Linked DNA regions of Danio rerio: region 1 is linked to region 2. Evidence: chromatin contacts called from public HiChIP or PLAC-seq data. All regions are on one chromosome and are shown on one strand. The core of a region is the stretch at or near the end of the contact, and the rest is flanking DNA. Distances in the headings are between cores, read along the strand shown.

Region 1 (3,231 bases), core at 62-2,561, 68 kb before region 2:
CCCATGCACACTCAGTCACAGATACACTGGCTAATTTAGTTTATTCAATTCACCTATAGCCCATGTCTTTTGACTGTGAAGGAAACCGGAGCACCCAGAGCAAACCCACGCAAACATGGGGAGAACATGCAAACTCTACACAGAAATGCCAACCGGTCCAGCCAGGACTTAAACCAGCTCCCTTGTTGCTGTGAGGCAACAGTGCTAACCACTGAGCCATGGTGTCACCAACAGTAATACAATTGCGAGCTTTATTTTATAAATAAAAAAGATATACTAATTTTATGATTTATATTTCTTCTGGCCTATGGTTTTTCAGGAAAAAAATGTTTTGTTGATATTAATATAATTGATTAATAATTAATGAATTGTTTGTGGTAGAGTGTTTGATATCAATTTATTTATTTTATGCAAATGGACAAATTACTTTTTTTTTGTTGTAATTTTTTTTTTTATTATTTATGACTATTTTTTCTCCAATAAAACATGCCATCGAATATCACTATCTAAGGTTATAATACTTAAATGGGGTATATGCACACAGACTTTTAATTTCAGTTAGCCAGCCCCTGTACTTCCGGTTAATCGTCATCCCATATAAAATCAGATTTCTATAAAGAAAAAACCTTTATCTTCACTGCCTGGCTGAGATACGGTATAAAGTGGTTATCAAACCAAACAAGAAGACCTGCAATAAATAAAAATTTTCCACGCTATGTCTTTCAAATATGGAAATTAATTTTACCCCAGTTCTTTCAATGGAATTTCTGCGATAGCCTGCTGCAAACGACGGTGCCTGCATTTAAATGGTCTTTCCTCTCTTTTTACGAGTAAAAAACCAAGTGGATGCTTGCGTCTATTTAACTGATTGTATTTGAACTACATTACAACATCAAAGGAACCGTATGAAATTGAAAATAGTCACACAAAGCTCTAACCGGAAGTTCATCGTAGGCTGAAAAACACTAGCTGTGCATCCCATTATCCAGCAGTATATAGTAAAACAATGTATAATAAGCTTAATTAGTTTTGCCTTAATGCGATATTAAAATAAATGCATTATGAAGCGTAAGTCTCAAGATATAAAGACTTCATGAAGAGCAATAAAGATGGCATAGTATGACTGTGAAATGAAAAGGACAGCTGTTCCTGTTTGACAGCCTCCCCCTCCAAAAGAAGTAGCGACTTTAGTGAGAGGAAAATATCGACGCTCCCTTAATCCGAGTAAGCATCACGGTTTCCACACCCCGAGGGAGGACAGGAGATGGACAGGAGGGGGACACCGGCTTTCGACGTCAAAAGCTACGGGTTATACGGAGTGTCAACACCGTGAATACAGCCGACAGAATTACACAGCATCTTCTTTCCTTTGCCTCTGCATCAAAACGTGAGTGAAATGCATTTGACTCGCATCTGTGCTCGTATTGATCCATGCATGCATTCTAGTCAACAGGAGATATTTGAGAGGGCACGGGGAGACAAAAAAACCCAAGGCGATTCAAGGGTGACAGATGCACGGATTTAGTTGAACGCACAGCGGTTCGCGTCCAAACCGTTCGCTCTCCATCGGCTCCATTTACTTGTGCACGTAGAATAAAAAGCACACCATATTCTACAACCAGGCTGAAAGACAGCAAATAAACAAACATCCCCATGGGATTAACTAAAGAGAGAGATAGACTGAGAGATGGAGAGAGAGAGGGAAGGAAACGAGAGCAAATGTCGCCCTTGCACACATAGCTCGGAGGATCTGATTAAACTTCTTTTCGATTTAAAGGCGTGAAGTTGCATGTGCACTCGCATGTTTTTGTTCTCTCGCATGTATGTGCGTATGTGCAGTTAGTGTCGTGACAAAGAGCCACATACGCCTGAGCCTCCAGTGTGGATTAAACAAAGAAGCAATGGGGGATATACGTCAATATTTATATGCATTGCATTTCATTGCGTTCACTTATAATGTGTTCTGTTGCCAGAGCTCGCAACACAAGTTTCTTTGTTCTAATATTGCAATTGAATAACCTCCTACATAGTGTTTTTGTCCTATGTTATATCTTAAAATAGAAATATTTATAGAATTTAAAACGTGTCATTAATAGGCTATTTATAGATCTATACAATTATATAGACATGCTATTTGACGATATACGCTACAGATCTGCTGTGAAGTTTGACATTTCAAAGCACCACTGTAATCATTATTGTTCTTCCTCATATCATGCCATTAATTCAGCTTTACCCAATCAGAGCTTCCATTCACGATGTGTTTTTAGCTTATTAATTTAGTTTAAGGTGTTTATTAAATTGTATTCGTGTAAAGAAACGTAAGGTCTCCCATTGTGTGAGAATGTTTGCCATTCAGACACAGGAGATTGTAATTCTGGCGAACCGAACGGCGATTGGTGGTCCTCCTTGCATAAATTTGCATATTAAATTGTGATCTGGTCTTGCGTTCTTGAAGTATAGCAACGCCGAACGTTGTGTTTTGATTTAGAAAAGGGTGTTGAGGATGTTAAAGGGAAGAAAATGTTAGATTAATGAATGAATACAGTGCATATTTGATGTTCTAACAAGCAGAAAGAGCAACAGTAGCCTATAGCTGTATAACTTGATCGTTATCATGTGTAAATTGACAAAACAAACAATGCCCTGTTCACTTTTTTAGCTACATTTCACATACAAACAAAAATGTTTGTTTATATGGTCTACAAAGAATTGTGTTTCGGTGATAGCATGACAAAGCTGTATTGACATCACTGTGTTAAACAATTAATTTAGGAACTCTTTTCATGCTTTAATTTGTATATTAAATTGTGATTAGCCTTTCATTCTTAAGAGGATAGTTCACCCAAAAATATTTTTCTTTGGTTCCTAAGGCTATATTAAGTAGCTGTTGCTTTAAAGTGGAGCAGAAAATCCATTTTATTTTAATATTCTGTGGAAAAAGAAGCCCAAAAAGTTCATATTGGATTGTTTTAATAAACAAAAATGGCTTGTTTGAGAACTAAAACCTCACTTTATGTCATATGATCTACGAAGAATCGAATTATGTGTGTGACATTTGAGTGATAGCATGAGCTGTATTGACGTCTTTATTATCCTCAACAATGTTAAACAATTATTTCAGCTATTCTTTTCTCACTTTAATTGGTCACACTTTACAATAAGGTTCATTAGTTAATGTTAATTAATGCATTTCCTAACATGAGCAAACAATGAACAATGGATTAACCA
Region 2 (3,096 bases), core at 497-2,996:
CACAAAGTGGGGCCAGGCACTTGTCAATCAAGGTCTCATGAAAATTAGATGACATGGTCAATGACATGCTGTAGGATTCTGACTGGATTCATGTTAAGGACACAAACCTGTCACACGTTAGACGATGTTCCGAATTGTTGTCAAATTTTGTTTGGGATCTAGTTATGGAACCCAATCAATGCCAAAAGCATTAAAATAAAAAGCTTATCGAAAAGCACAAACTCAAAAAAATAATACATTGAATTAACAAATGCTTGCATTTTAATGACTTGCATTGGCAGGGTTTGTGATTTTAGGTCCTAAAATTTAACACAGCTAAATATATTTGAGCTAAAGATATTTCAAACACATTTTCATGCTTAAAAATGTAAGAATTCTTGTTCAATTTCCAGATTTCATGTATAATATTCAAAAGAAAATTTTCATTTCACTTTATTTCTGTAAAAAAATTTGCTTCCATGAATTCAGTGGATCAAATTCGGCTGTTAAAATTTGACATTTACAATAATAAATGCTACTGTTGTGCTGTTATTAGCTTTTTTCCTCACTTATTTACTGGTTTAAACATCTCAAATTGGCCCACCTGCTAGTGAAAAAGCAGCTGGAGATTGTCAATCTGCAATCTATTGCTTTTCCTGCAGTTCATGGATGTAATGTCAAATTTTAGGAGCCGAAATTTATCCTCTGAATTTATGGAAGCAAATTTTTTAACTGAAATAACATAAACTGAAAATTACCTTTTGAACATTATGCTTCGTATTTTTCACCCCTACTGAATATTTTGTAAGTGAAATCTGGAAATTGAACAAGAATTATTGAATTTTTAAGTATGAAAACGTGTTTGAAATATTTTTAGTTGAAATATTCACAGCTTAAATAAACAGCTGTGTTAAATTTCAGAACCTAAAATTACAAACCCTAGCAGCTCATTAAAATGCAAGCAGTTGTTAATTCAATGTATTATTATTATTTTTTTAGTTTGTGCTACTCAATAATCTTTTTATTTCAATACTTTGGACATTAATTTAGTTCCATACCTAGTCAAGTAACAAAATGTGTATTAAAGTGTTGCTGTTTTTTTATTTCGAACATTTTTTGTTGTCCCACATCATCAGATAGGATTGATAATGTGTGACTGTCTTCGAATGGGAGAAATAGGCATTTAGAAACTTTATAAGTTTAACGACAAGGGCTAATATATGCCATAATGAGAAATGGATGTTAATGTGGACAACTGGAGGTAATAAATATAGCATAAATTGATAACAGCTAGAAGCTAAACCAGCTAGCTAAAGAGATGCTACAGAGATGTACAATGTTCTGTACACAAACTCACACACTTCTCGGTATATTTATGTCATGTTTATGTCTATATTATGTGGTAAGTACGAAAACATTTTAGGGATTTCAGAGAAGTCTAATACGTTGTACTATTTACCTTAGTCAGGCATTGAAATAGAGAGCTGAAGTCAAAATTGCAAAAAGTGAAGTGTCCCAGATTACCTGAATTCACCCTACATTTTTCACTTTTGGGTGAACTATCCCTTTAAAACCCAGTTATACTTCTTCAGGTATTATATCTTAAACATCGTTTGTTCACCATGGACGTCACCCCTATTCACTTACAGCGGTCATTTACACAGTCAACAAAGCTTCCTCAAAGGTTTCGTCATCCATAAAACGTCATAACTCGCATGCGGTTAAACGTCACCTTAAATAGCCTGCGCCCCGCCCTTCAGATTTTAGTCTCGCACAGCAGCTCAGTGTTTTTTATTTGGCCCTCCTCTTCAGTCTTTCATGACTCGATTCGCCTCCAAACACACCCGGCAAAAGTACGTCTAGACATTTTCAACTCGGACATGTGAAGCGAAAAGTGTCGGGAAAAGTTTATAATCTGGGCTGTGTGGATGAAAACTAAAAGCATACGGTTAAAAGCAGCAGTGAACGAGGCGGAGGACAAACAAAAAAAAGTGGAAGAGTTTTAACGTCATCTCTAACGCCAAACTTCCCTTGGCGTTTTTCATCTGTCACGGGGATTTAAGACAACGATGCAGACGGAAAGGGTTATGGATTATGAAGAACGCACAAAATTGTACAGATTGCCCTGAATAACCGCGAGTTTACACGCACTTTCATGCACCTTTGCTAAACCCATCTCATCTCATCTCGCGCTCACACCCTTGTGCTTCGCACTACTCCTGAAAGTAAGTACCGTTATACGCAGCCGTGCTCGTTCCTGCACCTCAGTGTGTTGTTGTACTGTCACTTCCTTATAGCGTGTTATCATATACTCGTATTTCTTGAATTTTTGAAGTGTTGATTTGTTTTGTATCGAACGGGCGCTTCTGGAAGTCAGCTGTTTGATGTGTACGGCCTACACTGGGATCAGCCGACTGGAAGTAACGTTACATACTAACATTTCGTAGCGCGCGTGATGTGAAGTATGCACTGTTGTGATTATGACACGGCTACGAACAAATATCCACAATAACTTGTTATTGATGTTAGGTATACGCCAAGACCCATCGAGAATTAAGAAAAAAGTGTCAATGTTTTCACTCCAGTGGTTTTTAGGGGCGGGTTCCGTGTTTGAAAGCGGCTCGCGGATGTTTTAGTCGAGTGAAAATTTGGGGATTCGTTTTTGTAGTTGATCGTGTGCAGACAACCAGTCTAGCAAAGCTTATTATTTACAGTTCCAGCTGTTTTGACGCTAAAAGACGACGGTTCTCAAAGTAATTTAATGTAAACTGTTGTTTTAAAAGACTAACTTTTCTTGTATGTACTTTTGTATATACACAACGTTGAAACGGGTGGATATTTAATTTACTCAGTGTATCGCTGTAAACACAATTTACCAACTTGTGATTGTCGTCTCGTGTTATGCTCGAGGGCTTTTGAAGGGAGTCTTATGTGACGTCATGAAGTATATAGTGTATAACGTGCTAAAAACTTGTGGATCTCAGACCGTCTATTTTCTCGGTTAGCCAGGATCGTTTTTAACAGCAATAGAACATTGTTATAATGTTAGCCAAATGTCCGCCTAACCTCTGTAATGTTGTATCATTTGCCCTGCTGCAGGGCAGTATAAATGTGTAT

The links. HiChIP or PLAC-seq counts read pairs in DNA pulled down with a chosen protein or histone mark.
Region 1: a contact with region 2 is called in an H3K4me3 HiChIP or PLAC-seq map of gastrula embryo, with 2.2 times the contacts expected there. The contact joins the promoter of celf3a here to the promoter of cers2a in region 2. A contact is called at or near these places in 2 of 4 datasets of contacts at active chromatin or transcription factors (embryo and gastrula embryo).

Annotation. Positions count from the first base shown.
Region 1 is chr19:9,938,880-9,942,110 of GRCz12tu, reverse strand. It overlaps celf3a (cugbp, Elav-like family member 3a), which reads left to right and starts at 1,311. Exons shown (of 14, transcript NM_131494.2): 1 at 1,311-1,387.
Region 2 is chr19:9,871,353-9,874,448 of GRCz12tu, reverse strand. cers2a (ceramide synthase 2a) reads left to right here and starts at 1,746. Exons shown (of 11, transcript NM_153671.2): 1 at 1,746-2,204.